Regions from separate parts of the Danio rerio genome. Here region 1 is linked to region 2. The links are chromatin contacts, called in public HiChIP or PLAC-seq maps. All regions are on one chromosome and are shown on one strand. Each heading gives the region's core, a stretch centred on a gene start, on an enhancer-like site or on the middle of the called end of the contact. The rest is flanking DNA. Distances are from core to core; before and after follow the strand shown.

What was found. HiChIP or PLAC-seq counts read pairs in DNA pulled down with a chosen protein or histone mark.
Region 1: a contact with region 2 is called in an H3K4me3 HiChIP or PLAC-seq map of embryo, with 9 times the contacts expected there. The contact joins the promoter of gtpbp1l here to the promoter of aox5 in region 2. A contact is called at or near these places in 2 of 18 Hi-C or Micro-C datasets (caudal fin and hematopoietic stem cells) and 2 of 4 datasets of contacts at active chromatin or transcription factors (caudal fin and embryo).

The regions. Positions count from the first base shown.
Region 1 is chr22:14,548,695-14,551,941 of GRCz12tu, reverse strand. gtpbp1l (GTP binding protein 1, like) reads right to left here and starts at 1,825. Exons shown (of 12, transcript NM_001430984.1): 1 at 1,789-1,825; 2 at 1,517-1,703. The coding sequence starts at 1,684.
Region 2 is chr22:13,813,749-13,817,329 of GRCz12tu, reverse strand. It overlaps aox5 (aldehyde oxidase 5), which reads left to right and starts at 1,943. Exons shown (of 35, transcript NM_001278796.1): 1 at 1,943-1,996; 2 at 2,962-3,019. The coding sequence starts at 1,943. bzw1a (basic leucine zipper and W2 domains 1a) reads right to left here and starts at 168. Exons shown (of 12, transcript NM_199708.1): 1 at 75-168.

The sequences.
Region 1 (3,247 bases), core at 576-3,075, 730 kb before region 2:
ACAACACATAACAGCAGTTTATTAGTAAAGCAACTTCTAGAAGAATACAAAGAAAAATTGTATATTGAGTATTTTGATATATGACATTGTATGTAACGCAGAAATATTGGTATGCATTCTGTTTTTTAATACCTACAATGCTCAGCATATACGAGTACACCCCATTTTGAATATGAATACTTTTATCTATTTCTCAGTGAATATAGGTAATATATATTGGTGCATTTGAACAAAACAGATACATCAGAAAACAGAACATCTTTAGAAATGGAAAGATAATTCCAAAAAATAAATATATATTTATTTTTTTATTGATTTTTGCTATTTTTGAACATTTTTTTCCCTTACGTATAAATTTGGGCTACTAATTTTTTAACCATTATTGTAAGCTCCAGATTTGGCTTCAGTACTGACTAATCTAAATTATTGGCAAAATATAATATTGCAAAGCCTCCTACAGAAAATTTTACTTTAGATGAGAGATTTGTGGGTGATGTACTCATATATGCTAAGCATTGTATATACATAAATTATATTTATTGGAATAAATAAAAAATATACTCAAGTAAAAGAAAAAGTGTTTCATGTCATTAAATGTCATGGAAAATATCAAATTAATTGTGAAACAATGCTAAAATGCATTACTTTAATTTTAGAGCAAGTTATAATTAATCAGATTTTAAGGAGAACATAATTATTAATTAACACAAATAGATTAGCATGACTGTTTTGTAACTATATATTAAATTGTTATTTTTTATTTTGTATAATTAATATTAAATATAGTAATGAATAATACAGCTTTTTATATTTTTTACATTTATGTTTTTATTTATATGTTTTATTTATTTGCAAAATAATGACACGACACAAGCACTTTTGATAATATATATATATATATATTATTTAAAAGATGTATAAAATATTTACTGCCTTAGACTGAAGACTGGTTAGCTTCAATTTCTATTAAAAATGTGCAATAAAATGGTTTAAATGCTATCTGAATTTGTTATTATATATATATATATATATATATATATATATATATATATATATATATATATGTGTGTGTGTGTGTGTGTGTGTGTGTGTGTGTGTGTGTGTGTGTGTAAAATGAAGTACAAATTGCAAATGTAAGTCTTAATAAAGGTAATGTAATAATATTTGTAACGTTATGTTTTAAACTGTGATTTTAAGTGTCCAAAAAAACTTCTAGACCTGTTTTAAACTTTTATTTCTTTCCAAACTTTGCACTTTTACTCTTCAACAATGCATCTGTCCAGAAAAACCCTCCACATTACAGTATTATTGTTTCATTTATACCGCTCTTATGCATATATAAGCACCGCGCGTTGAATTAGTGCCAGCTGGCGTTCACTCACAGCCAACGTGTCACTCACACACCGGCATTTACACCGAAATAAAAGTTTCTCATTGTGTTTTAAATCACGTTTTTTTATACAAACTTTTAATATTGACTCATGCACACAAAGAAGCTCTCAGGCCTAAGAGAAACCTTGCTGGTGAGGTCTAAATGGTCCTCGGCTTCCCCGTTCTGGTCGTCGCGGTCGTCGCTGCACTCTGCGCCGGGTGAATCTTCTGCGCAGCCCCGGTCAGGTGCGAACATACAAGCCGGCACTACCGACTCCACCGCCGGGCTTAGGCTTGACTCTGTCGCCGCCATGTGCTGCTTCAGCATCTGTCTGGAAAAGATACACTGTTAGGGTTTGGTTTGCGTCCTAAAAGTTTGGTAAGTTTCTGTTGACCCAACAACTTGGCCACGCTAACCTGTCGAGTTTACATGCACTTTTTGTATGCGGAATAATATGGGGCCTCTGGCTGACACGCCTACTAATGAATAATTCATTATTATTTAGAAAGCAGTCGTTTAAAACTTTACTTTTATTGTTGTTTTTAACTTTCTAAAATTTATTTTCTGAAGTTTAACTCTATGCGACTAACGTCATATATTGTTAAATAAAGTGTAAGCTGCTTATGTATTTTCTGATAGTGACGCCTGCTTATGAATAATTAATAATGGCAATCTCAACCAGGTCTTAACTTTGGTATACACTTTCTTTTTGGTAAAAAAATAAAAAATAAATAAATAAATAAAAACACAGAAAGGCAAACCTAAACGAACTTTTTTATGAGATTAAAGTAATGGAAAAAAAAATGTTCTTAAAAAATCAACTTAACGTTATAGTGTTTACATCAGAATAGGAAAGACACGCCTACTTGGTAATAATTATTTTACCTCATTGCATAAATTAGACAGGAGGCAAGTCTGAACAAGTCTCTTTAATAGCCAAAGTATTGTTTGTGTATGTAAATATAAAATATCAGCTGGGAATTATATTACAATATATGCATAATTAATCAAGGCATTTGCGTGAGGGAAAAAAACAAAAAAAAAACATTAAATTCTTTTATTTTTTGGCATTTTTTTCATGTTTTCAATAAATGATGGATTATGTAAAAGGAGTGTGGACACAAGGTGGCAGCATTGTGTTTTGTATTGCAAGCACCTTGCTTAGATGCTATTGAATAATTTTGTTTTATTTGTGTGTGTGTGTGTGTGTGTGTGTGTGTGTGTGTGTGTGTGTGTGTGTGTGTGTGTGTGTGTGTGTGTGTGTGTGTGTTTGTATTAGCCGTTGTTGTTTAATAATAATAATTTTCACTTTATAAATACCTTATTTTGCATGTTACATATGTTAATATTGTTAATAGTTGTAGTATTATAATTCATTACAATAATGCAAGAATATACTATCATATTTTGTTTATGTTATATTTCAGTTGTTTTGTACATTTTTGTGTATATATTTGTTTATGTTTTTAATATAATTATTTGTACTGTTGTCATTGTTTTTATAAATAGATGGTTAAATGTTTTGTAGTGCAATGTCTATATAGCAATAATAATAATAATAATAATAATAATAATACATATTTTTGTTTATACATTTCAAATTATGAAATAACAAAAATAAAAGTACAAGGAATATAACTGTTATTAACAAACACAAATCCCTTATAGATTTTTGTAAATAAGTATATGAAATACTGCACTGGTTTGAAGTCACACAAATTGCTCTGATGTTCAGTCTTGATGGTTCTGTGGGTCTCGTCTATCAAATCTGATCTTTAATTTGTATTTTGGATTGGACTCTGAGCAGGTGATTGGCTGGGCCATTCTGCAGCTTAATTTTCTTTCTCTGAAAGCATTAGAGAGTTCCCTTGACTG
Region 2 (3,581 bases), core at 694-3,193:
ACACGGATTTACAACAACTCAACATTAGGACGAACACTTTTAATACATTTATATAAAACGTATGACAGTCTTACCGAAATGAATGCAGATAAAAAACGGCTTTTTGAACCCAAGAACAAAGCAAGACAATGGCAGGTCCGAACCCGACACACAAACTCTCCCGGATGGTAAGGGACTGCTGCGCCTGCGCAGAAGAAGAACTGTGCAAAAAACAATGGACCAGTCTATTACAGGGAATTGCGGGGGCTAAAATGTTTTATACAAACGAAATAGCGTAAATTGTACATTCAAAACTTTTTATTCGTAAATAAAAATGTGAAACAGCATATAACAGTCAAAACTATACTCGTGTCAAAACACATTTGGAAAATGGTAAAAAGATCACCCCTCCCTGCCGACAGGGATTCGCAATTCCGAATCTACTCATACCATTGTAAAGCGGGGTGTGATTTCTTTATCAATCACCAAAGAGCAAACTATAATAAAGTTTTTTTTTTTTTCTTTTGTGAGGTTAACTCACAAAACGTTGTTTATTATCATTCTAGATTACGTACTAAATATAAACGTATAAAATACTATGACATAATGATTTAACCATGTCATTTATGAATAAAAAAGGGAATATTATGTATATAATTTGAAAACATATTTGAATGATGTACAGGTCCACCTATACATTATAATACTAATCTCTGCTCTCTCTTCCATGCTCTTCAAAATGGTTCTCAGTTCTCTACACCAATAGATGAACACATCGAACCAACAAACACACATTCACTTACATCATTCTTTCTCCTCTCAGAGGCAGAAATGTCATATCCCTATGCATTCAATTGGACCATATGCTATCTCAAAGACTGTATGCTTTAGGGCTAGTTGAATAATAGTGAATAATAAGTGTTGGTGGGTGGAAAATCATACCACGAGGTTTAAACACCCTTGTTTCCTCCTTAAATCTCATTTAAGCTTAAGACACCTAAAAAAAGGCAAATCAAAAAATAACACTGGCTGTGACACTTATAGGCCAGTGTTAAGTGGGCTTTAGCCTTTAGCCTTATATTCTTAATATCCATAATCCTAGCTAATACTTAAAACTACCACAACAATACATAATAACAAGAAGCAAATTAAGAGCTTATTGAAGCAAAAATCATAAAAAATAATTCAATAATAGTGAGAATTATACCTTAAAATAAAGTTTGACTGATGCTGTTTTATGACGTTACGTGTTAAGATAATACGTGAGCAACACCCTGTTTTATTTATTAATAAGCCATTATACTCTCAGGGATGCCCGAACTTGGTCCTGGAGGGCTGGTGTCCTGCAAAGTTTAGCTTCAACTTGCCTCAACACACCTGCTTGGAAGTTTAGAGCTTGGTTAGCTGGATCAGGTGTTTCAAATTGGGGTTGAAGCTAAATTCTAAGGAGACTAGCCCTTTAGGACTGAGTTTGGGCACCCCTGCTCTACATAATGCAATAAAATAATTCATAAGTCCTAACAGGAGATTTTCAAAATTAGCAATGACTTTTGATCAACAGTTATAGCCTACAGTCAACTTCACATGTAAATTCGTAGCCGAAGTAGTTCCTCAAGGGGTTTTAAGACATTTTCATAAGACGTTTTTAATTTTTGTTTACCCACTTGTGCCATCAAACTATTTTATAGATGCAATGTTACTCCCAAAGCCCTGCAATGTGGTTATATATGCAATACAGCACTGCCAATGCACTGCCATATTGCATCGCTATTCATGTGATATTGCATTATTGAACTGTTATGTTACCAGTAGTTGAAAAAAACACTTTATTCACGCATTCCTGTATTTTAACCATGAAAATGAAGGCAAAGCATTTAACATGTGATATCAGTCCCTTCACCGCTCATTCAGCTGATTGTCAGTAAACCAGGAGCATCTTCATTGCGAACCTTCTCATCTCACCATGTCTTCTCTATCTGTGAACAGTGAACTTGTCTTCTACATCAATGGCAAAAAGGTATGTTTCCATTACAGATACTTCTACTTGAATCATGTTTACAGAAATAGATATATTTAATACGTTTTAATTGTGCAGTCTCTTTGACTTTTTATTGTGCTAATGGATTACAGTTCATAATATTATTAATATACCATGGTGGCTTTACATGTATGTTTATGAATAAATGTGAAATTAGAGTTCAATTTGCTGCTAAGAAAGCAGATTTTATTATTATGACTTCTAAAGGGAGTAAATGTGCATTTTTGAGTTGAATCACATTCTTATAGTCAACATAAATAACCAAAGTTCACCAACAGGAAATGGCGTGTCCAACCGTGCTTATCAGAATTGTGGCACATGACAGTCAGCAGGCCACCGAGCAGAATCATTATTCCTCTCATGATGACGCCATGAAAATGATTTTCTATGCTTTACACATGTTCATTCATCTCACACAAATACAGGCTTAAACTCTTATATCATTGATGTTCATCTATTCTGATATTTTTAGTATCTCTGAGAAGTCTTCAATGATAAAAACAATTTCTAAACCTAACATAAACCACCAAAGATGCCAAAATTATAATGTAATTCTTAACATTAATAAACCCCATACCCAAACCCTTTAACTTTTAATCAAACAAGTTAAATATTCACATATCCAGTTAACGCTGAATCTATAACGATAATTTATCAACTATTAAAAAGTGTAAGCTTATACTTCATGTTGTCTCGCTACCAAATTTGCATTATATAAACATCAATTTATAAACATTTACGTAACCTGGTGTACTAAAGTATAAAAAGTATTCAAGTATAATTTAAGAAACGTTTTGAGTCAAACAGCAACAAAATTGATATTCATGACAGTGATTTTGGTTTCTTAACAGATAGAAAATTCTGAATACATCTGTTACAACAGTTAAAACAAAAAATTGTGCTATATTGTATTTAGTTTGTGTTTCTGTTGTTTGTATGTACAGATCGTGGAGAAGAATGCTGATCCAGAAGAGATGTTACTGGCTTACCTCAGAAGGAAAGGTAGGGTTATTTTTTATATGACAACTTTTCTCAAAATTTAGAGAAGTTTAATTTCTATAATATTTCATGAACTATATTTTTACATTCAGCAGATGCCCTAAAGAAGTGATGGTAAAAATTAATTTACTTGATAGAATGATTGGGAGGACTATTAAATTAAATTTCTTTTGCTTTCTCTCTTGCATTCAAAACGTGCCAATAATGTATTGATAAAAGATTCTGGAAAACACTTTATTGAGCCTGCACAGTCAATTTTTTTAAAAACTGTTCATTTGTTTTTAGGATTAACCACCATGAAATGCACATTAGCTACACTAAAGCAAACCAATGAGAGCTCAGACCAAAGGCTGAGAAAGATCAAAGAACCAGAAAAACTCCCATTTAAAGGAGCTGCAGTCCATTTTTAATTATATACCATCAACATAAAGATGTATGACATTTCAGATAAAATAAACAATTACCCAAAACATTTTTCTCAAATTAAAAAAGTATAATGACAACAAAAACAGATTTTTCCAAGGAACTCTACATTGGCTTCCAACTATGTTAGATGACAAAAAAT